7 separate regions of the Mus musculus genome follow, and all the other regions are linked to region 1. A link is a contact called in public HiChIP or PLAC-seq, capture Hi-C and promoter capture Hi-C data. All regions are on one chromosome and are shown on one strand. The core of a region is the stretch at or near the end of the contact, and the rest is flanking DNA. Distances in the headings are between cores, read along the strand shown.

Region 1 (3,500 bases), core at 397-2,896:
AGAATAGGAGGAGAGAAGGAGGAGGAAGAGGAGAAGAGGAGAAGGAGGAAGAGGGAGAGGAGGAAGAGGAGAAGGAAGAAGAACAACAACTACTACTATTACTACCACTACTAAAGTTCAAACTTAGTAGTGACAGTAGCAAGCCTCAGCAGGACCCATGGAACAATGACTGCTTCTCCTGTATCCCTCCATCTCCATTCATGGGCCCAGCAGCAATAGAATGTTCAGTTCAACTTCCCCACCAGTGCATGGGAAATGACCAAGATCCTTTGAGGTTCAAGATGCCTGTTACCCAAGATGCTTGTTGCAAATGCTGAGGTAGAGACTCCTCCTCAATTAGACCCAATGTGGTTCTGGCTCAGAAACCAGAAGCCACCCATGGAAAACCTGTGGCAAGGTACTTTTAAGTGACATGCAGCCCAGAGAGTGGAGGAAGGTGACTGGAAGACAGTATGTGTGAGCCACCAACATCATGCATGCATGCCCAGTTTGAGGGGGTGGTCTGAACTCTGAATACTTTGACACATTGTCTTTACCATTCATTTGTCTTTAGCAGATACAAATTCTGCGATATTGATGGAAGAAAATATGGTCATCAAATACCTAGGATAAAATTCACAGTGAGACAATATGTGGTGGAGAATTCTAAGCCCTACTCTGGTCAGCTGGGCAACAGAAGGACTCTTTGTCATACAAACAATTCTTTCTCATAAGTACTTCACAAATTAAGGACAGGGAGAGAAAACATGGGCTTCAGACTCCTTTTGGGGAGGTAAGATGAAGGCGGGGGTGGGGGGCAGGGGATGAGATTTGCATTTGTTCTTATTCCTACATCATTCTGGAGGTCGGAGGTCTGCATGGGCCTCAGTGGGCTAGAATGAATTGTAGTCCATACAGGGTCCCTGGAGCCACAAGGGCAGCATCCATGTCTTGGGTTTTTGTCCAGCCTCTGGCTCTCTGGCTCATGGACTGCAGCACTACACACACCATCCTCTTCCTCCTTTGGCTGTCTTACCACTTTTTCCTGAAGCACCAAACCCGAGCCTGTCTCCGGACCTGGAAATCCTTAACTTACATTAGCAGTCACTTTCTCTACATTAAGCAGCATGTTCCCAGCTTCCAAAGACTCAGACAAAAAGTTAAAAACAAAACCAACCAAACAAACAAACAAACAAAAAGCCAAACAAAGGCCCCCCTAAAACAAGCCCATCCATTTAATCCTCCTCCTAGTCAAGAAGAGTTCCTTGGGGGTGGGAGTGGGGATCTTGTGTCCCACTCATTTAAAACCCTCCTTTTCTCTTTAATGGGACCATGGTTGGGTTTTAAGCAGCATCCAGCAGATGGGGTGAAATCTTGCCTGTGAAACTGTTTACAACTTCTTCATGTACAGCCAGCATCACTTTAAAATGTGTTCTTGGCTGGAAGCATGCCATTCTAGCGACACACACACACACACACACACACACACACACACACTCAAATAAGGAAACTCAGAGTTTCCTAGGCCACTTCCCCATATGGCAAGGATGTACGCACAAAGCACCATGAGCAGGGTGCTCCCCGTGAGCAGGGAAAAGGTGTGTCCACCACCACCCAATTAGAGTGAGTGACACAGGCCAGTTAGGAAACCACAAGCAGGAGCCTATAAATCCCTGAGGGGGCTGCTGGGACATCACAGAAGGTGAAAGTCTGGCCCAGCAGCCTTCCCCAGTCAGGCAAGAAGCAGCAAGGTACAAGAATACACAGCTCCAGGTAAGAAGGTGGGAAAGAGGCAGGGGGAGACACCAGGAAGCCAGTCACCAGTCAGACACCAGTCTGAACATCAGGTCTGCTTTTAGTGGGTCCTCAGGCAACCCTCTATGAGTCTCCTAGCTTCCTCTGGGTGAGCGGTCTCCTCACCTGTGTGGAGGTCACTTTATTCCTTGATTGTTTTCTACTTCGTTTTCTCTGTTAGAAAAAAAGGGAGGGGGGGGACTACATCAGAGAGCTGCTATTGAATGTCCACAGATCCAGGTAGCAGGGGACAGACAAGCATCTAGAATTCACCTGGAGGAAGGGAGTGGGCTGGGTTCTTACCTTGGGAGGCTGAGCATCTGGGACAGAGCGCAGAGCACGTTGAAAGGCTTTGGGGACTTTCCTAGGGTGATTTTTTTTTTTTAAATGTACCTGATGCCTCTCAGAAACCATAGCTTCCAGGCAGACTGGGCAGCACTCTAAGACCTGCCTGGCACACACAGTTATTAGATAAATGAATGTACTGGTTTTTTTCCCTCCTCTGCTTCTTAAAGTCTCTTCTCTTCAGTCCCCTACTCTATTTTGAAGCCCATTTTTTCCCTTCTGAGCCCTAGCTTATATGTCTCTGACCTCAGCCTCCTTACACAGGGTGATCTTGGCCAGAGCTTCTCTCTGGGTTTCCTACTGTGTAAATAGAGGCAAAAGACTGGCCTGTCCTTCCCAGTCCCTGCTTGCAGTGGGATGTTGCTGGCTTCCGTCCGTGTTCCATATCGGCTTCCATCAACCTCACCCTCCTCTAGCTCTGCCTTACCTGGAGGCTTGCTCTCCGGGATCAGCATCTTGTTCCTACAGGCATAAGTGCAGAAGAATGTCTTCCCCGAGGCCTCTCTGAGCCTCGCCTGCCTCAATGCATTCTTTTCCTTTTCTTAGCTGGTAGTGCTGCGGGGATGGACCCTCCCTCGTGTGCTGCAGGTTGTCCTGGGCTTCCCCAAGCCATTCTCATTCCCAGCTCACCCTCAAATCCTACTGTTTTGACAGCGAGAATGGAGCGATCACGTGACCACGTCCGACTTTTTGACAGTGAGACCGGGGAGATCACGTGATCACGTCCCTCCTCCCATACCCCAGGATAGCAGCGCCAGCCTCTAGGGACAGCAGAAGCGGCAGAAGCGGGTGCTTTTTCAAGGAACTTCCGACTACTCTGTTTATCAGGTCTTCCAACTTGGCCTTTACCATATCTGCCTACGACACGCATTGCTTGGCCCACGCAGATTTTTTTTTTTTTTTTTTCAGATTCAGTAGATGTGGGTGTGTGCCCAAGGACTCGATCACACGCTGGAACTGCTTGTATGGGAAGAGCCCTTTTGGAGGACTATTTTCTTAGGAGATTAGATGAGGCTCATGCTCATTAGAGAGCCCAGGACGGAGGGAGTTATCTGTGGACAAGGAACTTGTGAGATCATTGCTTCTTGCATCTCCCGGGAGTCTTGTAAACACGCAGGTGACTTTTATTCCTGAGAGTTGATGTCTGGGCATCTGCTTTCTTCTCACGTGTTGATCATGTTGTGAGCAACCAAGCTTTCAAGAGTCAGGAAAGAGACCTTCCTTGGGAGTGAGGAATGAGTAAATGTATAGCATTGGGTGAGTGTTGAATGTTCGAGAGGTCGTAGTCATCAGATGTTTTACATGTGTGCAACAGGCGGGACTGTAGAATGAGACCCACTGATTCATGCCCTGTAGAATCCCCTCTCATTGAGTAAGGCTGG
Region 2 (3,500 bases), core at 593-3,092, 510 kb before region 1:
CGTGCATCCACACATGTACACACCCAACATCGAGGAGTCACACCGGCCTATCTTCGCTGACAGAACTTAACTTGGGAACATATATCTGGGATGCTAGGATCTCTCAGGAGCCTTGTGGAAAGATGGTGTGTGGACAGTGACAATTAGGCTGATTTGCAATCAGCGGACTAACTGCCTGAGTCAACACCACCGCAGGGACATCGGTCTATTCTCACCCACCACCGTGGTCCACAGCCAACAAACTCTTGAGTTCTTAAAGACCCGACTTCTCTGGACATTTCTCCATTCTAGCAGATTACTTTCACACCATTTCAAGTGTTCCTTACCTTCTCTTACTTCACCCTGCTATGCTTCTGCAATTTATACCCATTTCTCTCCTAATCTGGAGTCAACCAAGAAAAAAAGAGTTGATCTGTACTCGTAGCTCACTTCCTTGTCATCAAATGGCCATCATTCCCAACCGCGTTAAAAAAAATGGTTAAACCCAAGGTCACTTTTCTGTCTTTATAAGCTCTGTGTCGCATGCACACCAAAACAGAACGAGAACAAAAATGCAGTACAGGAAGAAAGATGTCTTAGCTAGTAGCAGAAACTTAAAAACCCTAATCACAGGAAATTCAGAATGAGTCAACCGTGTGATGCCTAAAGCTAATGTGATCTTAGAAGGCACAAGAGAAACACAATCAAATTCTGGGTCCCCGGAGAGAACTCTGTCCCAAGGATGACATTTTGCAAACTCATCCTTGTCTGTCCCCTGGAACAGCGTGTTTAGAGGTGGCCTCCTGACAGAGGTAGCAAGGCCTTTCTTTCCTTCAATGAAAACAGTTTAAAAAAAAAAATTCATCTGAATTCAAACTGTCCAAACCAGGAGCTAGTGCGATCACCCTACATGCGTCGAGAGAGAAACTACAGCAAGAAAACCCAGGTTTTTTGATCCAGGGTTTTGAAAACACTCATATTCGCCTCATCGAGAGGAAGAAACCACATCGAGTAGCCACTTTAGGTTGGTGAAGAGACAATGCGAGCCTGGCGGCGCCAGCCGTCCACTCCTACACACTCTCCACTCAACCAACTTTGGGAGTCCGTGAGCCGACCTTAGGAAGCGACCCGGGTTCGGGAATCTGTAGAGTTACTGAACTCCGTAGGACCTGCCACCGGTGTGTTTGCTACTCCCCGGCCGAGGGCCCTTCCCAGCTTTCTCACCCTCCCGAGGTGAAGCTCCGATCCTGCAGCGTGTGCACGCACTTCCCTCTCCACACCACCCGGGGAACCACCAGGCTCGCCCCGGCCGCGGCCAGCGGCCCAGCGCCCGGCCTGCTCACCCGCGTGAGACATGGGCTCGGTGGCGTTCCCGTTGCTCTCCAGGTTGTAGACCACCACGGCCGAGGCGTTCCTCCGCGCCGCCGCCAGCACCTTGTCCTTGAAGGTGCAGCCGCCTCGCGCCACCAGCGCCACCCAGGGCGCGTTGCCGAGGGCGCCGGGCGCCACGAAGCGCGTGTCGGGCGCGCAGCCCTCCGCGGGCGCGGGCGCGCGCGGGACGCCCACCAGGCCCTGCCTCTCCTCCCGGAGCGAGCTTTCTCCGAAGCGGCCGCTCTCCGACACGCTCCACACCGTCAGGTTCGACTGCGGGTCCACGTATTCGATGCTCACCATGGCCGAGTACCACTCGAGCGCCCCGCCGCCCACCCCGGGAGTACACAAGGCCAGCGCCAGCACCGCGAGTGCGTCCCGGGCTCCCACGCCGGCCGCGGGCCGCCGCCGCGCCGCCATGGCCGCCCGGCCGGGCTACTGAGGAAGAAGAGCGCGAGTCAGAACGAGGCGACTCACTCCAGGCTGGCCCACAGCTTTGAGGAGACGGCGGCGGCTCGCGAGAGACCGCCGAGCGCGGCGGGGGCGGACCCGCGGCGCACGCGCACCTGGAGGGGCGTGACCGGGGCGTGGCGACGGAAGGGGTGGGGCCCTGCCCGCGGGCGTGAGGAGTGCGCAGGCGCCAGGGTCTGTGCCGCAGGGCTGTGGGCGGCCGAGCTGAAGCTTGCAGATGCTGCAGAGAGTTGTGCAACCCTGCTGCCAGAGTCCCCAAGTCTGGGGAAGTTTGTGCGCTCCGGGTCGGCCAGCGTGGGACTGCGGTTGTGTAAAGTTTCTCAGAGGGTGGAGTTGACTGTGCAAGGCACGCGGCAAAAGCCTGGCTGCCTAAACCACTTAAACAAACAAGCAAACAACAACAAAAACCACTAAGTCAAGTTGTCCAGATGCCTTTTGTTACAAACTCTGTAATATATTAAATTCTTTGTTGCTCTTTTCTCAATGGTTGCCTTCGAGCCCTTTCTTCCTTCTCCTTAGTTTATGTGTGCCTCTGTTTGGACGAAGACGAAGGTGCTACATTAATCAAAAGGGGGGAAAAAGGGGAAAGGATTTGTTTGGAGGTAAATGGTGGCTGATAGATAGTCCTTCGACAACACAGTGGGTGGATACTTTCAGTGTACCATTAAAAGATCCTGAACACACTAAACATAGTTAAATGCAAGTATGGTAACTCTGCTCCGGTAAAATCTTGAGTAGAGCTGAGATTTGAGATGCTCTGGTAGATCAACCCCAGCGAACCTGAAAGGTATTTCCTTTGAAGAATGTGAAGTCTGACTAGACCCGAATAAACACAGGAGATCTCTCCATAACGCTGAGGAGACATCACACCCGAGTTACCAAATATCAAAAGACATTTAAAATACCTCTTCATATATGAGCTACTGAATATCAAAATGTATTTAAACCTAAGAAGTGGACACTTAAGTGATGGACTTAATGCATAGCTATACATTGTTAGGCACTATTCTGAAGACATACACACACAGGCATATACTGTGACAGACCTTCAACTCATCCCTAAGCCTGACTTATATTATCCTTTTTATCTGAGGGGCCTCAGGTCACCTCACAGATCTCTGTTGTATTGGTCAAACCAGTTTCTCCTGAGAACCAGTTCTATAAAGGAACACCAAGTCTTTAATTACACTGGACTTTCAGCAGAGGCCTGCTTCGATTCTGATGGAGCAACTGAACTCATGATTTCAAAACTCACTCACTATGCCGTTGTGCTGCCGCATTTCTGAACCATGTTCCCTGTGAGGCTTGCTCATGTTGTTTCCCCCTCTTTACTCAGTGTGAGCAAATGCCAAAAGTCCCCTTTGTGTGGCAATAAACTGTGTGATTCGTGAAATCATCGTCAGTCTCTTTATTTCTACCAAACAAACCACTAAGGAGCTGGAAATGAAGTTCAGGGCTTTGATTTCTGATTGACTCACTAGTCTTCCTTCTTTGTGCAAGAGTTTATAATTACAGGAAGTAGTTTGTTGGGGCCCAGACCAATATGTTTTAGGTTAGACCTGGTTCTTTTTATCTTTTGGATTGCATCTGTGGTATGAGACACAGCCTGAGTTCCAGCTAGGAGTAGCTTTAAAGTTAAACCTCTTCTCCCACTCCCATTACTAAAATAATGTATTTAT
Region 3 (3,500 bases), core at 418-2,917, 500 kb after region 1:
AGGCATTTCCTCTCCCACTGAGGCCAGATGAGGCAGCCCAGTTAGAAGAACATATCCAACATACAGGCAACAGCTTTTGGGATATTTAGTCTGTTTTTTTAAAAATGAAAACATGTTGATTTGGTCTGTTTCTTTTTTCTCAGTTTATTTAAGAGATCTGTATGACTTTGACTTTCATCCTATCATATTACATTATGTTGAAATTAATCCAACTTCTCTCCCTGGAGTTAATTGTACTTTGTAAATCCATGGTTGACACACGCTTACCTATCTGCTTGATGCTTTCCTTTGTCTAAGATAGCCCCTGTATGTCCAATGAAATTCATAGTTACATCAAATGCTACCTAGTGGCTATTTGTAAAACTAACCCATCCCTCTGACCATGCTGTTGTTGTTCTATTTACGTTCCATGCTGTTACTTTCTATCTTCTGTCTTAAAGGATTTCCAGGCTGGAGAGATAGCTCAGGGGTTAAGAGCACTGACTGCTCTTCCAGAGGTCCTGAGTTCAAATCCCAGCAACCATATGGTGACTCACAACCATCTGTAATGGGATCTGATGCCCTCTTCTGTTGTGTCTGTAGACAGCTATAGTGTACTCATATACATAAAATAAATAGTCTTTAAAAAAATAATTTCCATTTGTAAGTGGATCAAAAGGTGGTTTTGTAAGGTGCAATTGACAAGGAAGGGAGATGACGTGGTAAAGTTCAAAGTGATGCTGTGGCCTCAAGCAGAGCTCGTTAGTTGTTTTTACATCCTTGCTTCAGTTGTCTTTAGAAAAATACACATTAAATCTGTAGGCAATTTGGGCCTTTTGAAGTTCCTTCTCTCCCCTCCTCCTCTTCCTCCTCCTTCTCCTCCTCCTCTTCTTCTCAATTTTATTTACTGTCCTATCTGCTCCACTGGCCCAATGCAACTACCCACTTCCAGATAAAGAACCTTTGACAAAATCCATTCTGGACCTCATAGCTAGGCTGTGTAGACACTTCTTTTGTACAGACAGAGCACAATGGCACAATGGTTAGCTACTGGGTTTGAGTATTTGAGAACATTTTTCCAACTGAGTTTTCAGACACATTCATGAAGTTTCTCATTTTGGTTTCTTCCCTTTGAGAAACTCACTGTGGAGCTTAGAGAAAGCTGGAGCTTTGTTTCTTCCATAATTTATTGGCCAGGAAATCAAGTATTCATTATCTTCATTGCTTTGCCACTTCCTCCTCCCTTGTCTGTGAAGACAGTCTTATGGGTCTTCCAGGACAGTGCTATTTCGTCCTCATGGCCTGGCGCAATTCCTAACAGCTCTTCATCCTCAAAAATACTTTGGTTTGAGCGCTAACCCAACAGACAGCAACTTGGTCCTTATCAGCCACAAAGGCTGATATGTTGCAGGTGCCCACTAGGTGTCAGTAGTGTAGCCTGCCAAGAACCTTCGGAACAAGCATTTCATTACAAAAGTCAAATCAAAGCAAATAATTAAAGTGTGGTTCAAAAGCTACCTGCGGCTTTGACCGGTTCAAAACAGGTGAGACAGAATCTCGGGAGGTGAGGAGGCTCAGGTGTGGGACAGGTGGCTCCTTCCTGGGATCCAACAGGGCAGAAAGGAATCCTTTCCTTATAAAGGACTTCAGTGTTTCTCGGAATGAGTCTCTTCCCAATTTACACTCACAAGATGAAGCCAGTGTTCAGAGAATGAGGAAACAGTTTCGAATGAAGAGGGATTGATTTCTCTTTATAGATATCTCTTTGAGCCCAGAACTGAGCTGCCTGAACACAGTAGATTTTAAGAAGATTTGAAAGGACGCACCTGCAGAGTCATCGCACCGGACCTCTTTGGAAATGACTTCTGGATTGCAAATAGATTGCCTCTCGGTCAGATAGTGCAGCTGGAAACTCACCTGTGCCGCAGAGGCGTGGCATACATCAGGACCCAGGTGCGAAGTCAGAGTCGCACAGGCATGGGTCCTGCAATGTTTATGGCTTTTCGTTTATGGAACTGGTTACTACTGCTGGCGGTCCTTACACGTTCCGAAGCAACATCGTATGTTAATGAGTCCTCCAATCCCACTGCCCAGCAGGCACCTGATGCTCGGTTTGCTGCTTCTAGCTCAGACCCCGATGAAGGGATATCTGTTTTTGAACTGGATTATGACTATGTTCAAATCCCTTATGAAGTCACCCTCTGGATACTGCTCGCATCTCTTGCCAAGATAGGTAAGTCCTCTAGCACAGGTTGAGGGAGGATTGTTTCTTACCTGAGTTGTCATGTATGAACATCTCTTACATGACAGACTACGATGAGTTAAGTAGACAGTAACTGCTACTTGTAGTGCGCATTTCCCTGAAGTGTGGCTGTTTAATGTTTCAGGATTGTGTTTGAAATTTAAACGCATACTTCCAGGTCCTGCATGGTTTTGACTTCATATTTCAAAAAGATAACCATGTGTTTTCTTTGTCATATAAAAATCTTATGCTATATGTTTAAAAGAATATAAAATGTAAAGTGTACAGTATTCAGGAAATACTGAAGACTACATAACATTCCCCTTCCCCCCCCTTTTTATTAGGTATTTTCTTCATTTACATTTCAAATGCTATCCTGAAAGTCCCCTATACCTTCCCCCAACCCTGCTCCCCTACCCACCCACTCCCACTTCTTGGCCCTGGTGTTCCCCTGTAGATAACATTTATTTTCTAACATAGTCTTTTACTCATTCCTAGCCACAGAACTGTAATTTTGTTAGTTGGGAGACATCTCTAGCAGTTTGCTTACACAGATATTATACAACAAAAATAATTAAAGTCACTTCTGACTTTGCAAGTTCTTTTTCTTCTTAGAATATTATGGGAACTGTTCCTGGAAACATCTGGAAGAATAACATTGAAATGAAATGGAATCTTCCACTTCTGGGGATGGGATGTTGTTTCTTTGCATTTCCCTTTGAAACACTGGAATTGTAAGAGTTGAAAGTAACTGCCTCTGCAACTCTGCTGCCCTTCATGATAGTGGGCAGGTGTTTCAAAGTGTAAAATGCACCAAGTCCTTTTCACTGCAATGTGACGAGCCTGTGGCCTGTTCCTGCCACAGCCCCACAGGTCTACTTTGCCTTAAGGCAGGCAGACACTGGATCCATTTCAGGGAGCTCCCAGTTCAAGGAAACAAGACTGGAATGGTGAAACACAGGCCCAAGAAAACACATTCTAGGCTCCTCTATGCCATGACATAATTTAGAAGTTAATTTTGATTAAAATAAACATCAATTGAAAGGCAAAAATATAGCTGGCGAAGAAGGACAAAAAGAGACCAAGGAAGTTGTGATTAGAAAACAAAGAATATAGGGCTTTAGAAGGTCTTGAGCTGGTCTTAACACAGTGAAGTCTTGCTGAGAGTAATGTCTTTTGGTGAAAATTATGCTCAACTGCATCAACCTGCTTATGCATAGAACATAAGTTCAAAATGGTGCAGTGGGGGACCCACATCTTCTCTTTATACAGCTAAATG
Region 4 (3,500 bases), core at 461-2,960, 460 kb after region 1:
CCACTCCCTGTCTAAATGACAAGACACTGTTACTTAGTTATTCCCTATCTATTGGCTCTCTTTTCTTAGAACTGTCTTAGTTGTGATTTCACATGCCTCCTGCCAGCCAGAGCCCATGAGAAAAGTCAGAGGTAGCTAATGCCTGATAGGTAGTGTTTTATCTCGAAGGATTAGGTCCTTCCTCTTCTTCTTTTCCTCCTCCTCCTCTTCCTCTTTTTCTTCCTCTTCTTTTCCCCCTCTTCTTTTTCTTTTAATTTTTCTTCCTCCTCTTATCCTCCTTCTTCCTCCCCCTCCTTCTCTTCACCTTTCTCTTCTTCTTTTTCTTCTTTCTATTCTTCTTCTTCCTCTTCTAATTCTTCTTCCTCCTCCTCCTAGTCTTTCCTCCCCCTTTTCTTACTCTTCTTCTTTTTTCTTCTAATTTTCCTGCTCCTCTTCTTGTTCATCTTCTCCTCCTTCCTCTTCCTCCTCCTCCTCCTCTTCTTCTTCCTCCTCCTCCTTCCTCTCCTCCTTTTGCTCTGGCTTTACACCAGGAAAGACTGAAGAAACAATTCTAGCTCATTCTAGTTACCAGGAACCTTGTAGAAGATACTTTTGTGGGATTTATGGGACTTAGAAATATTCTCTTTGCTAACCAATCTGGGGTGATTCAGCAAGTGGCAGCTTTATATACCGCTCTCCTCATTCATAAAACAGGACTGTCGCAGCAGCAGGCAGAGGACAGTATGTGAGCTCACTGAGGCTAGACCTGGTTTGCCTTTAGACTGGTACCTAAGTATATAGAAACTCAGTATGGTCTGCGATGAATGTCACTTGAGGATGGGTCATATGCCCAGTCAGAGTATTGACTATTGCCATCTTCACAGTCCCCTTAGACAGAGAAAGATGAAGCCATAATCTTCGTATGAGACCACCCAAAGAGGCTGTGTCTTAACTTTGAATCTTTAAGTCTGGTTTTAGGAAACCCATCACCTGGGTTATTACCACATGAAAACAAGGCATGCCAGGTCAGGGATTTGTCCCAAACAAGTGTAAGTTGCACAAATTACAAGTCCTATTATTACCAATGACACTTCTGTTAATTCACCCACAAGACATGGTTGCAATACCCATCATGTTGTATGGGCTAGAATGCTGCTTTAAGCTTTGCTGGCTTCAGCAAGTCTCAGGTCAGTGTATTTGCAGTGTCAGTGACTGACTTTACTGCTTGGAGCAGAAGGTCTGCCTGCCGTGTAAGCACCTTCACTGGGAGGGTCCTCTGAGGCCAGTGGCTTTTGCAGGCTGAAATTACGGCACCAAGAAAAGAAAGTAAGAAGTGTTTCAGGTCTGAGTTCAGTTCCCCGCCCCCACAAACACACACAAACACACACACACACACACACACACACACACACACACACACACACACACACACACACCTGAACCAAGCTAAGAAAACTAGAGAAATACATGCATTTCATCTTATTTTAGATCGATTATTGATAACATCCTTTGAGTTCCATATAAGCCAACAGTGTTTTCAGAATTTTTGTTTGTTTAATTAGCCTTTTATATTTGTATGGAACAAATTCACTGAACCCCCCCCCCCCTAAGATTCTAGAGTTTAACAAAGCAGAGTCAGTTGATAGGGATCATTTAATTTTGTCTCATGTGATTTCACTTCTTGGTGATTTGCTCAGAACTGGGTTCTGGAGCACAGTGATTCAGCGCCCTCTGCTGGTCAAACGGATATTTATTTACAAAATGAAAGCCCAAGAGTTCATTGTGAATGTCTAAACTTCATTTAGAAAGAAATAACACTAGGAGGACATGTGTAGGTCCTCTAACACCACACTCTGTAAATTCATTGCTAAATAAGTTTATCTTTTTTTTGTTTTGTTTTGTTTTCCATTTTTTATTAGGTATTTAGCTTATTTACATTTCCAATGCTATACCAAAAGTCCCCCATACCCACCCACCCCCACTCCCCTACACACCCACTCCCCCTTTTTGGCCCTGGCATTCCCCTGTACTGGGGCATACAGAGTTTACGTGTCCAATGGGCCTCTCTTTCCAGTGATGGCCGATTAGGCCATCTTTTGATACATATGCAGCTAGAGTCAAGAGCTCCGGGGTACTGGTTAGTTCATAATGTTGTTCCACCTATAGGGTTGCAGATCCCGTTAGCTCCTTGGGTTCTTTCTCTAGCTCCTCCATTGGGAGCCCTGTGATCCATCCATTAGCTGACTGTGAGCATCCACTTCTGTGTTTGCTAGGCTCCGGCATAGTCTCAGAAGAGATAGCTACATCTGGGTCCTTTCAATAAAATCTTGCTAGGGTATGCAATGGTGTTAGCGTTTGGATGCTGATTATGGGGTGGATCCCTGGATATGGCAGTCTCTACATGGTCCATCCTTTCATCTCAGCTCCAAACTTTGTCTCTGTAACTCCTTCCATGGGTGTTTTGTTGCCAATTCTAAGGAGGGGCATAGTGTCCACACTTCAGTCTTCATTCTTCTTGAGTTTCATGTGTTTAGCAAATTGTACCTTATATCTTGGGAATCCTAGGTTTGGGGCTAATATCCACTTATCAGTGAGTACATATTGTGTGAGTTCCTTTGTGAATGTGTTACCTCACTCAGGATGATGCCCTCCAGGTCCATCCATTTGCCTAGGAATTTCATAAATTCATTCTTTTTAATAGCTGAGTAGTACTCCATTGTGTAGATGTACCACATTTTCTGTATCCATTCCTCTGTTTTATCTTTTGATTTATAGAAAACTCTGGGGTTTTTACAAAACCCTGGGAGGGTCAGAGGTAGATATGGTGTGTTACACATTTTTATTTTTATTTTGCTTTTAAAATCATTTCTATTGATATTCATCCACCCTTCCTTTTACCCTTCCCCCTCCTCAGTAAAGTCAATCTCACTTTTTAACCCTTTCTGCGTACTGGCGTGTCCTACTATCCTCCTCTCTGGAACTTCTTCTTTACTCTTATCTCAAGGTCTCATCATTAAACACACCAGCACTTACCTACAGGCCACACCTCAGAGTCTCCTCCTTTCTATATGGGCAGTCGAGTACCTCACAAACTAGCTTCTATAGCTTTGGGGGCTCTGAGCCTCCTGTTTTATTTGTGGATGGTAGCCAATCCTCTGGGCATCTCTTTTAGCAAGCACACTGCTGAACGGCCTGAGACACTACTTGTGGCCTGAGACACTAGTTACATCTAACAACACTGTAGATGGAGGTTATGGAATGACCTGAAATATAAACTACAGCTGCTCCATCCCAAAACGTGTGAGTTAATGTGTGAGTTTTCTGTCTCTTCGAGGTAGTTTTTTTATTTCAGCATATCCCAACAAATCTTCCTGATAATATTATCAACAGAAGTACAAGAGACCTGTACAGTGTCCTAAGACTACTTCTATAAATGTAGCTTCTCAAATATAAGGGGAGGGCTGTGTGAGAGCCAGAGACTCTGGTCTGGCATATTTGCTACCTCATGCAACCATTCCTGC
Region 5 (3,500 bases), core at 552-3,051, 450 kb before region 1:
TGAATGCCCTGACTGGCTCTGTACATCTGAGGACCTTGGCCACACCACACCATTTGGCCCCCTGGGGATTTAAAAAGTCCCGAGGAGCTAAGATCAGATGTAGTCAGTACGGTGTGCATAGGACCAGATTATACTAAACCTGGGTTACCCAGGACTGGAAGCTTGGTTGGCAATACTTTGTACCTGGCGCTAGGCATCATTGCTTGGAAAGTCGAGTTTGCCCCATGTAACTCCACCGCAGGAGACCCTTGGGAGCTTATGTCTGGTTTCTCTTGGACTTCAGGACACGCACCTCAAGCCTTCGTTCATCTCAGCCTGTACCTTTTCAATGCAGTAGCCCGTGAGCTTTTGAGTCCTGTGAATCTTTCTATTAAGTTATCAAGTCAGTGGAGCCTTGGGGGCTCTGATGTACCTGACCATACAAACGCTGACAACTACTTGTAACACTAACGGCAGGTATAAAACAGCTGTCTGGGGGCGTGACTCTCCCACACTCAGACTCATCCATCACGTTATGCTAATATCTTGAGAAAGATGCCTCTGTCAAGCCACATACATGCTTAGCTTAGACTTAAGAGACTTGCCTCTACCTGCCTGGAAGCTTCTCTTTATCACACACCCAGTGGAGTCCTAACAAGAGAGGGTAATAGTGACCGCACACACGTATTCAGACACATTGCTGCATGGGGGGAACATCGAGTTCCATCCAGAAGTGTTACCGTCGGTGTTTTCAACATGGCAAAAGTCTAGTTGCTGAGTTGGGAATTTTTCTCGTGGGCTAAGATAAAGGAATCACAGAATGCAATTGCAAGAAAAATGGAATCTACTCAGCAAGTTGTTAAAACAAACAAATGAACCAGCCCCGAGACACACAGGAGAAAATAAACACAACCAGCAAGTGAGAAATGACTCTACAAGCATTACAAGTAACTAGAATTTGTCCACACAAGAACATCATCAGCTTTATCTGTTCACAGTTAAAGCCAATTTCTTCTACAAAATCTCTCTTGAACAAAGCAATGGAATTAGCCCTCTTAAGTAAGTCACCACAGAATAATATTTATTTTTAATTTAGTTTAATTTTTTACTTATTCACTTTTACTTATTTACTTATTACTGCCCCTTCCTGATTACTGCCTCCCACAATCCTTCCCCCATGCCTCTTTCTCCTCTGAGTGGGTGGGGTCTCTTGGGTGTCCTCCGACTCTGGCACTTCAAGTCTCTGTGAGGCTAGGTGCCTCCTCTCCCACTGAGGCCAGACAAGGCAACCCAGCTAGAAGAACATATCCCATGTACAGGCAACAGCTCCAGTAAAACAGGATATTTAAATAAGGATTTTTTTCCTTCTCTATTGGTGATGGTCATACAGAATAAAAAAATTATATAGCTAATGTAACTATAGAACATTCCATGTGTACATTAGGTAGCAGCTTGTCTTGGCATCATTTTCTTTCTCTGTGATAGGCTGGCTAACAAGCCCTCAAAGGTGTTCACATTCACACGTCTGGAGCGAGTGAATACAATACCATAGGTGGCAAGAGAGAATTGAGGTTAGTAATCAGTCGGCATTGAAGGGGGGATTTTTCCTGGGCAGTCTGACTAGGTCCTAGATAATCATCAGCTTCTTTGCTCCTCCCCTTCTCTTCTCAATATTGGTGTATTGATATAAAGTCTCACTACCTTACCTAGGCTGGCCTGGAACTCCCAATCCTCCTGCCTCAGCTTCCTGGGTGCTGGGATTAAAGAACTAGGTCGCCACAGTTGACTACAATTTTAAAGTAGGAGAAGGAGGTTAAGGGTCATGTTGTGGGAGAGGATGTGAGAAAGACTTAGCCACCATTCCTGGCTTCAGAGTATGGCAGAGGGCACAAGCCATAGAAGCCAAGAGCCCTGACAACACCTCAATGTTGGTCCAGTGAGAGCTGCTGTTGCTTTCTGATGCCAGCCCTAAGATTACAACAACAACAACAACACAGCTTCTATCAGAATTCCGAGTTTCTCTGCGTGAAATCAAGCAGCCCAGGAGCTTGGCAAAAGCATCCAAAGGAAACTGTGGTTCCGTACATTTCCTCATTCACTGGGGCTAGAAACTTGACTCATTCTCCGTGAAGTCTTGTGATTCAACAGACACTGGCCAGCCACACACAATGGGCCAGGAAAAGCTGGAGGTAGAGCCCCTTGGGTGGGGAGGGAGGGTAAAACCACTCACTCTCCTGTGAGGGGCAAGTCACTGTCTGAATGAAGATTCTCTGGGCTTCCCTTTGTAGCTGCCTGCTGCTGGATTCAGGCTTGGAATACGGCAAGATTTGCCTTCACCAACTGAATACTGCCTGTATTAGACCCATGTTACCTTCTCTATATTTTTCTATGTGTGAAGGAAAATTTCCCTCAGCAGCAGGGCTTTAAAAGGGACCCATGGCTCTAGGGAGTCGGGCTCATGGAATTCCTACTGAGCAAATATGCCCCACCACACACCCAGAAGCCTGGAGGTTACACAAGCAGGCAATGTGACTTAGTCCCTGCCGCAGTTTCTAGGCAGTGGGAGCCATGCCCTCCCCGCGCTCTACCTCCAATTACAGAGATTGCTCTCAGACTCTGTGCTGGGTCCTGCCCTGCCCCCTCAGATCCTGCACCACAGAGGCGTGAGGCTCCTCCCCTCTCAGACCAGTCAGTCTGCTCTGGCCACTGAGGTTGATCTGAATCCTCATTTTTTTCATTTCTCTCTGGAAGAGATATATGCACCTGTGTGTGCCTTTTGTCCCTGTGTGTGCACATGTGTGTGGATGCTCTGGGGTTAGGATGTTAGGCATCTTCCTTGATCCCTCTCCACCTTTATTCTGTTTGAGGCAGACACTGTCCACTGAACTCAGAGCTTAAGTCCGGGTTTCACCAGCCAGCTGTTTCCTCCTTCTGCAGCTGGAACCATGGCTACCCAGCGGTGAAGAGTTCTGGGGATCCAAACCTGTCCTCTTGCTCATGTGGCAGATGCTCCAGTGGCTGGGCCACTTCCCCAGTCCAACGTCTATATTTTAAAACGTTTAGGTTATAAGTAGGCACAATCGTGACACCCCCAAAATATCAAAGGGAGGCGCTGCATACATTAGCATGAATGATCATGTTTTTGTCCTCATTTGCGAGCAGTAAAACCAGCACACTCGTCTGTGTTAGCTTAGAGGAACAGTTATAGATATAGATATAGAATATAGATAGAAACTCTAGAATTCAACAATGAAGTGGTAAATAACCCAGCTCTCCCAAGAAGAGGACAAATGGCCAATCAATACCACAGCCTTCAGGGACTGTACATCAAAACCACTGTGTGATGTCATCTCCACAACTGGACAGACTGAATAAAAAAAGACAGACAGTAACCAGATGGGCCAGGATAAGGAGGAGCCAGAATTCTCAGATACTGCTGCTGGTGTGGCCACTCGGGAAGACAGCGTGGCAGGTTCTTAAAGAGTTAATCATGGAATTAGCATGTGATCTAACAATTCGAC
Region 6 (3,500 bases), core at 405-2,904, 430 kb after region 1:
TGGAGATCTGAGATAGAAGAGGCTATGAGAGTGACCTTAGATGAGGCTCTTAACAGTTGGAGATAAGGAGACTGAAGTGGCCACTTCCAGTAGCCAGGTGGGACTTCCAGTGGAGTGAGGGGGACATCAACCCACCACAAAATCTTTGACCCAAAATTTTTCTTGCCTTACATGATAAAGATGGAGTAGAGATTGAGGGAAAGGCCAACCAGTGACGGGGATAATGAGCAGGCATAATAATCAGATAAGAGGAATGCCAAGGGAAGAGGAAACGTGTTGTAATTATACTTTAATTTATTTGCAAACATTAAAAAATTTAAAAAAATAAATTTAAGTAAAAAGATCTGAGTCCATTTGGAACATAGTCTGTTGTGTGGTGCGAGTGGAGAATTTGTTGCGTAGTTTTCCATAGGGCGACCTAAGTTACCACACTACGTCTAGTTTGTGATGCTCTTTCCTATTTTTAAAAATTTCCACACACAGTTAGACTTGTTTCTACACTGTCTCCTCTTCTGTTCCACAGGTCAGCTCTCTCTATTCATGAGGGTGCTCCGCAATGATTTTACTTGTACCAAGTGTTAAAGCCTGAGTTTCCTGTGGTGACTAAGACCTTCATCTGATCCCAAATCTCCTGTGGTTCATGATGTCCTGCTTTTCTCTTCCAAAAACAGTTTATAAAGGACACATTAAGCTTCGAAGGAAAAGCTGTTGATGAATTCACTTCAGGAGACCACACTGGCAGTAACTTTGGGCTTAACTTTAAGGTCTATATTCAGATCTCTGAGGTTTGATAAGGACACTCCCAACGCCCAGGCACTCTGAATGTACCTCAGCCTGAATTAAACCATTATCATGAACAATGCCTGGTCTATCCGTTTCCCCTTCATCCTCAGTATTCCTCCTTTAATCCCATTTAGATTTTGGATTACTGGGCTGTCCCTGTCACACCCTGGGAGTCTAAGCTCATGTGCCCTCATGTGCTTTCCTCTGAACCTGCAATAGGTGGTAGGAAAACCTCAAATCCTTTTGGGATTTGAGCTAGTTCCACAATTAGCATGAATACATGATTTTATTTATTTATTTATCTATTTATTTATTGGCTTAGACCTGCCCTCAGTTGCTAACTCTTCTCTTAGATTTTCACCTTCACCTCAGGTCAACACTTACCTTGCCCCCACTCTGACATGAACTTGGGCTCTGCTTTTATTTTATGCTCTTCTCCAGCCTTGTGCTGAAACAATCCCCATGGTTTGCTGTGCCCCGCTGCTTCAGCTTGTCTTTATGGGGAGAATAGGCTCCGTTTAATTAAGAGGCTTTGGGACTAGTGTGGTCTCACGGTCCTCTAAATTGTTTTAATTACAGTGCAGTTCTTAATTAGGCATTCCACGGTGCACAAGCATAGCCTCCGAGCCTTTCAAAGCTACGGTTATATCACTCTCCTCATTGATAAATTATTGCTCTGTAAAAGTGATGCTGGAGAGAGAGAGTTCATCAGAAGAAAGCCTTTAGGTTTGAAATGAAAGGCAAGGTTGGCAGTGCTTGTTTTAGAAGAAGGGGGAGGAGGAAGAGGAGGAGGAGGAAGTAAAAAAGAACTCCCCTGTTGAGAAACCGTGTCGAATGTTAACATTTGGTACAGGAAATTCCTGTAAAGGAAGCAGGCTTACTCACCATTTCAACTAAACCTAACCACAACCCCTTTCTTGTCAAGGAGGCTGGCCAGAGGACAGCTTTGAATGCTTTATTTCAGGAGTTTTCTTCCGTGGATAAAGGTAGTTTACTTCATTTCTCCTTTGTTATGACTGGGCATTTTCCAACACCAGAGGTCCTTTACAAAATTCCAAGGTTGTCCTTTTCTGTCCAGGTATAACTTATTATTTCAAAACTGTATGGGTTGGATAGTCCTTAAATCTTCTTCAAGTAACTCTCTTGCTAAGAAAAAAAAATGTAGCAGAACCCTTTGAAAATGGGTGTTTTTCACACTTTTTTTTTCAGATGCACAAGCTGGCATTCACTGACATAAAGACTTGAATTTCTTTATTTGTTGTGTATGTAAGAGCAGGAAACAAAGGTAAGAGACCAGAATATTCTTTCCCTAGATTCCTTAACCCCTAATATATATTTTTAAAGGACTTAAAAAGTGAATTGCTAAAGAGTTGCTTTTTGTGGAATATTTTTAATCACAGGTGTGCTATTAGGCAGCAACATTTGTATCTCAGTGTCGGTTTTAACCTTAACTTGTATAAGTGACTAGTTACAAAGTAAACCTTTGTTTTAAACAGTGATTCTTACATTTTATTGAAAGGATTATAGAGGGATTCAATCAAATGCGGGTCAAATCTGAATGGCCACATTACTTGTCCATCTTTGGAGGCAAGCACTGAACAAGCTGCTATGGACCATGTGAGCATTATCAGTATTCTTTGACTACTGCAATTATTAGACTAGGCCATAGCATCTCTTTTTTATTTGTACTTTAAGGGTGTGCACAGGACTGAGAGGCTTCCTGGTGATTCATTCACAGCTTTCATTTTTCTCCTCCCAGCAAAAGCTTTGTTCTTTGAAAAACTTAGCTCATTATTACTCTAAAATATGGTCAAATTGGGTATCTTTTGAATAACTTCAGGCTAACTTTTTCTGCTTCTGAGAAAAAGAGAGAATTTTTAAATAAAAGCCTTCTGGAAAATTTTAGGAAAGAGACCTTGCAGATCTTCAGATCATCTCACCGGCCTCCGACCTCCTTCTGTAGAGAAGGCGAATAGTGGTGGCAAGATGAGAAACTTTGAAACCCTCTTCCTCCAGATATGATTCTCCCTTCTACTACTGAACAGGTATGTGGTCATTGTTTCATAACGGGCACCGTTGCTATGAGTGATGCAACATTTGGTTTTCTACTGGGACAATAAGAATGACAGCACACATGTTTTACAGAATGACAAACTTGAGTTTTACATTTGCTGGTATCTGTCAGTCATTTTTACTCCCATATGCAGAATTGGCAGCCATGTTGGTTTAAGTTGGCCAGTGCTCAACAAGTACGATGCTCTACTCTTGGATGATCTCTTTGGAATTCCTGATGCATTTGGGTAATGGTAGAATGAGATTGTGTAGTCTTTTAAAAACAGACATTGGGAGGCAAGGGCTTGAAGTATGGACTTTTCAGAATGGCTTTGTTCTTGGCTGGTCTGTGGACAAAAACAATAATGGTAGCTACCATGACTGCTGAGAATACTGTATATTCTGAAGATTTTAGTTGGAATATTTTATAGATGTCTAGTAAGCCCACTTGAGCTGTGGTACTGGTTAATGCCCAAGTTTGTTGATGTTTTATCTGGATTGATAAAAAATGGGATATCCAAATCATTTTCTCTTTTTGTAGCTGAGTGAATCTGTTTGTGTCCAGTACTGTTTTTTAGCTGAAATCTGGTACCCCAGTGTTCAGCACATTTACAGTGATTCTGTTTTCTTGATGAATTACTTTGTTTAATAATGTGTATTAACTT
Region 7 (3,500 bases), core at 562-3,061, 360 kb before region 1:
GTTGAGGACCGAAAATTCTGGAGGAGCTATTGGTTAAACCATTTTCTTTATTAACCTGATTTTTTTTTTCAGCGATTGCCATTTTTATCTCTCCCATCATAATGTAAACAGAAGCAAGAAAGTCACGGGCATGGCGGCAGCACACTGCCCCCCAGGGAGCCAGTCCCAAGGGAAACCTGCTCTGCTAAGCCTGACCTCTATTGCATGCGGCTCTGAGGAGAGGGTGTGAGGCAGGTGACCACCACAGGTGACTCTGGTTAAGGGGCTGCCATTGTGCCACCAAAATGCCCCTGTGCTTTACCTGAGATTAGATGCCAAGGCCTGACCCGGGGTCTGCGTCTACACTATTGTGTCCAGGCTTGTGCTCCCTCGTCTGACCATGTCTCTTCCTGTCTCTGACTTGGAGACCTTACTTCTGTTCCCCCAGACTGGCCAACATCCTGACCTTTCTCCCAGGGACAATTTATCATGTTCAGATGACAGTGGTAATCATGGCCCAGATAGGACCCCACCTGACTGATCGTTGTCCCTTCTAACAAGGCACTGACTGGAAAACAGGGAGTGATGTAATCCATAAACAGGGCCCTTCTTCCACAGGACATCTGGGGCCTCTCCCTACTCTCTCTTGAGCTGCCTCCCATGGTTCCTCCAGCTCTAGCCACTGCTGCCCCCATTCTGGGCAGCCTGATATCTTTGTTCCAGGATTCTATCTTAGACACTGGGGCAGTGGTTTGAATGCCAGTGTTAGGAGAATTGAAGTCTTTTGGTTTTCTCAGTTCTGAAGAACCTATGGCAAAAGGAAATCTGGCCACAGTACCTGACCTAAAGAGGATGCCCAAGTAGTTTAAACTTTGTAATCATTCTTTCACTTCTCTGTAGCAAAAGTCTCTGTAGCAGTGGTGAGCTGAAGTAGCTAATTAAGGCACCGAACTGACTCTTTTGCTAAGAAGGCAGGCAAGGGGGTCTGACTACATTTTTTTTTCCTCTCGCAAGATAAGATGGGCAATAAATTCTCTTTTGGAACAAAGTAGTAACTATAATCATAAACATATTCTTCTCTTTTTTAAAAACTACTTCTTCCTCAGGTGACTCTTAAAAAAAAAAGTTTCCCCTGAGAAATATTTCTTAAAGCTCACACAAAGAAAAATGTATGCTGATATATAATAGTCACCTTATAAAGCTACAGTCTGAGGACTGGCTTTAATTATTTTCCTATTTATAAAGAGCCACAGACTCTTTTGAGTTCAGGCCCATGAGCTGAGGGTATTTTTTTTTTTTATAGTTTTCCTCTCCTCTATTGAAATAGCCAAGAAATGACTTTCACAAGTAATACGTAGTGCATTGTTGAAGCTAAACGTTGTTTTAAGTTAAGACACTTCCATTCTAGAGCTCTTGCCAGGAGGAAAACAACAACAACAACAACACGCTTCCTCCAAGGCCAAGGCCTGCCAGTGTTTCAGTAACAGGGCTTCGCTCTGGTTGGAACAGGCTGGATTGCTCCCCCACGGGAAGTGGGACCCACCGGGACAGCTAGGTGGAAAACCAGCACCACACCGGGTGCAGATACGAAGACCTTGTGTGTGTGTGTGTGTGTTCCCTCGTTCTCCGCCAGGGTCTCCTGAACCAGGGGTGCTCCTCTCCCGTCCTCCGGGGCTCCCCACCTGCCGGCAGCGCCCGTATCTCCCTGTCCTGACACTCACCATTGAATGATACCCCGGTGCAGGCCCAGGCCACTCGCAGGAGAGGCCGGCACCGCCTCCGCCATGCCTCGCCCAGCGGGCAGCGAGCGGGGCACCGGTCCTCTCCGCCGTGTTTACTTTAGAGCGGGGGCGCGCGGGGGGCGCGTGCAGCTGGGGGGTGGGAGGGGGGATGCTGGGCCCACGCCTTGCACCCAGAGGTGCGGGTTGGGGTCTCTTCCCCGCCCACCGCCACCAAAGGTCGGAGAGGCACCTCCCATGTCGTTCCCCATCCCCCATGCTGCCGCCCTTCCCCTCTCTGGCCAACGTTGGGCTAACGGATCAAACCAGGGAACAGAGAAAAGCTCAGGCATAAACTTTCGGCCAGGTCGGTGGCAGTGTTTGATCACCAAGGGTCTGTAACTGGACAGCACTTGAGAATTATTTGATTATTTCCGCACTTTGAAAAATACTGATGATCAGCTAACACCTCCTTTCCCAAAGGGTTCAGTATAACGGGCCCGGGTGGTGGTGGGACATGGGGAGGGGAGTTGGCCCGGGAAAAGCCCTTCTCTGGACAAGAGGCTGTGTTCCAGGTGACCTAGATGGTGAAAATAGAATCCCAGGGAGAGGGGCCAACGTGCAGCTTCCGGTGGCTGCTGCTGCAGACCGATCCCTCCAAGCCTGCAGGGACAGCTGTCTCAGAAGCTCACACCTTTCATGGGGAAATAGGCTATTGTATCCAGTGCTACTGGACAGGCGTGGCACACTTTTAAGACTCCGACCATAGGGATGTGACATTGGCTGCTCACTGGTTACAAGTCTCAGAAGGATGTCTCAATCTCGATGAAAAAAAAAAACATACTTGCCAATCATAATAACACAACATCAAAGTTCAACTTATAAACGAGTGAAGGGCATGAACAGGCCGTTCTCCAGAGATGACACACAGCTGTCCACAAAGTTCCTGCTCGATTCTAGACGACAAGGAGACGCAAGCCCAGGCTGAACCCATTAGAATGACTTTTTTGTTTTTGTTTTTTAAAAAAGATTTATCTATTTATCTATCTATCTATCTATCTACTTATTTTTTTTTAATTTTTTATTAGGTATTTAGCTCATTTACATTTCCAATGCTATACCATAAGTCCCCCATACCTACCCACCCCCACTCCGCTACCCACCCACTCCCCCTTTTTGGCCCTGTACTGGGGCATATAAAATTTGCGTGTCCAATGGGCCTCTCTTTCCAGTGATGGCCGACTAGGCCATCTTTTGATACATATGCAGCTAGAGTCAAGAGCTCCGGGGTACTGGTTAGTTCATAATGTTGATCCACCTATAGGGTTGCAGATCCCTTTAGCTCCTTGGGTACTTTCTCTAGCTCCTCCATTGGGAGCCCTGTGATCCATCCATTAGCTGACTGTGAGCATCCACTTTTGTGTTTGCTAGGCCCCGGCATAGTCTCACAAGAGACAGCTACATCTGGGTCCTTTCGATAAAATCTTGCTAGTGTGTGCAATGGTGTCAGCGTTTGGATGCTGATTATGGGGTGGATCCCTGGATATGGCAGTCTCTACATGGTCCATCCTTTCATCTCAGCTCCAAACTTTGTCTCTGTAACTCCTTCCAAGGGTGTTTTGTTCCCACATCTAAGGAGGGGCATAGTGTCCACACTTCAGTCTTCATTTTTCTTGAGTTTCATGTGTTTAGGAAATTGTATCTTATATCTTGGGTATACTAGATTTTGGGCTAATATCCACTTATCAGTGAGTACATATTGTGTGAGTTCCTTTGTGAATGTGTTACCTCACTCAGGATGAT

What was found. Promoter capture Hi-C pulls out the DNA fragments that hold promoters and counts their contacts. HiChIP or PLAC-seq counts read pairs in DNA pulled down with a chosen protein or histone mark. Capture Hi-C pulls out chosen DNA fragments and counts their contacts.
Region 2: a contact with region 1 is called in a promoter capture Hi-C map of pancreatic islet. The contact joins the promoter of Rnf149 here to the promoter of Il1r2 in region 1. A contact is called at or near these places in 8 of 39 promoter capture datasets (the 3T3-L1 cell line, 3T3-L1-derived adipocytes, the C10 cell line and 3 more), 1 of 484 Hi-C or Micro-C datasets (cortical neurons), 4 of 115 datasets of contacts at active chromatin or transcription factors (the 230-238 cell line, large pre-B cells, pro-B cells and 1 more) and 2 of 9 other capture datasets (liver and pancreatic islet).
Region 3: a promoter capture Hi-C map of stem cell-derived epiblast-like cells shows a contact between it and region 1, with 2.6 times the contacts expected there. The contact joins the promoter of Slc9a4 here to the promoter of Il1r2 in region 1. A contact is called at or near these places in 10 of 39 promoter capture datasets (the 3T3-L1 cell line, the HPC-7 cell line, the SN4741 cell line and 6 more), 1 of 484 Hi-C or Micro-C datasets (bone marrow-derived macrophages) and 4 of 9 other capture datasets (adipose tissue, embryonic stem cells, liver and 1 more).
Region 4: an H3K4me3 HiChIP or PLAC-seq map of bone marrow-derived macrophages shows a contact between it and region 1, with 11 times the contacts expected there. The contact joins the enhancer-like site here to the promoter of Il1r2 in region 1. A contact is called at or near these places in 17 of 39 promoter capture datasets (the 3T3-L1 cell line, 3T3-L1-derived adipocytes, the HPC-7 cell line and 10 more), 1 of 484 Hi-C or Micro-C datasets (bone marrow-derived macrophages), 2 of 115 datasets of contacts at active chromatin or transcription factors (the 230-238 cell line and bone marrow-derived macrophages) and 4 of 9 other capture datasets (adipose tissue, liver, macrophages and 1 more).
Region 5: a contact with region 1 is called in an H3K4me3 HiChIP or PLAC-seq map of craniofacial prominence, with 6 times the contacts expected there. The contact joins the enhancer-like site here to the promoter of Il1r2 in region 1. A contact is called at or near these places in 6 of 39 promoter capture datasets (the 3T3-L1 cell line, the C10 cell line, embryonic stem cells and 2 more), 3 of 115 datasets of contacts at active chromatin or transcription factors (bone marrow-derived macrophages, craniofacial prominence and large pre-B cells) and 1 of 9 other capture datasets (adipose tissue).
Region 6: a promoter capture Hi-C map of hematopoietic stem and progenitor cells shows a contact between it and region 1. The contact joins the promoter of Il18rap here to the promoter of Il1r2 in region 1. A contact is called at or near these places in 14 of 39 promoter capture datasets (3T3-L1-derived adipocytes, the HPC-7 cell line, HPC-7-derived erythroid cells and 11 more), 1 of 484 Hi-C or Micro-C datasets (bone marrow-derived macrophages), 1 of 115 datasets of contacts at active chromatin or transcription factors (bone marrow-derived macrophages) and 4 of 9 other capture datasets (adipose tissue, embryonic stem cells, liver and 1 more).
Region 7: a capture Hi-C map of embryonic stem cells shows a contact between it and region 1, with 3 times the contacts expected there. The contact joins the promoter of Rfx8 here to the promoter of Il1r2 in region 1. A contact is called at or near these places in 8 of 39 promoter capture datasets (the 3T3-L1 cell line, the C10 cell line, the HPC-7 cell line and 5 more), 1 of 484 Hi-C or Micro-C datasets (bone marrow-derived macrophages), 2 of 115 datasets of contacts at active chromatin or transcription factors (the 230-238 cell line and large pre-B cells) and 3 of 9 other capture datasets (embryonic stem cells, liver and macrophages).

What each region holds. Positions count from the first base shown.
Region 1 is chr1:40,083,068-40,086,567 of GRCm38.p6, forward strand. It overlaps Il1r2 (interleukin 1 receptor, type II), which reads left to right and starts at 1,647. Exons shown (of 9, transcript NM_010555.5): 1 at 1,647-1,752. It overlaps Gm16894 (predicted gene, 16894), which reads right to left and starts at 2,784. Exons shown (of 4, transcript NR_037980.1): 1 at 2,546-2,784; 2 at 2,077-2,220; 3 at 1,900-1,947.
Region 2 is chr1:39,575,505-39,579,004 of GRCm38.p6, forward strand. Rnf149 (ring finger protein 149) reads right to left here and starts at 1,843. Exons shown (of 7, transcript NM_001033135.3): 1 at 1,323-1,843. The coding sequence starts at 1,770.
Region 3 is chr1:40,578,560-40,582,059 of GRCm38.p6, forward strand. It overlaps Slc9a4 (solute carrier family 9 (sodium/hydrogen exchanger), member 4), which reads left to right and starts at 1,668. Exons shown (of 12, transcript NM_177084.3): 1 at 1,668-2,212. The coding sequence starts at 1,957. It overlaps Gm35801 (predicted gene, 35801), which reads right to left and starts at 2,103. Exons shown (of 2, transcript NR_168311.1): 1 at 1,897-2,103.
Region 4 is chr1:40,543,146-40,546,645 of GRCm38.p6, forward strand. All of the region lies in intron 11 of Il18rap (interleukin 18 receptor accessory protein), which reads left to right. Among named protein-coding and RNA genes, the nearest start is that of Il18rap, 30 kb to the left of the region's middle. Within about 2 kb of position 1,711, at least 7 of the 459 cell types and tissues checked have an H3K27ac peak or open chromatin away from gene starts, as enhancers often do. A contact at or near this core is called in bone marrow-derived macrophages, where this site is marked.
Region 5 is chr1:39,634,275-39,637,774 of GRCm38.p6, forward strand. All of the region lies in intron 2 of Creg2 (cellular repressor of E1A-stimulated genes 2), which reads right to left. Among named protein-coding and RNA genes, the nearest start is that of Creg2, 15 kb to the right of the region's middle. Within about 2 kb of position 1,802, at least 75 of the 459 cell types and tissues checked have an H3K27ac peak or open chromatin away from gene starts, as enhancers often do. A contact at or near this core is called in bone marrow-derived macrophages and craniofacial prominence, where this site is marked.
Region 6 is chr1:40,513,708-40,517,207 of GRCm38.p6, forward strand. It overlaps Il18rap (interleukin 18 receptor accessory protein), which reads left to right and starts at 1,655. Exons shown (of 13, transcript NM_010553.4): 1 at 1,655-1,769; 2 at 1,993-2,068; 3 at 2,690-2,828.
Region 7 is chr1:39,719,178-39,722,677 of GRCm38.p6, forward strand. It overlaps Rfx8 (regulatory factor X 8), which reads right to left and starts at 1,812. Exons shown (of 15, transcript NM_001145660.1): 1 at 1,701-1,812. The coding sequence starts at 1,765.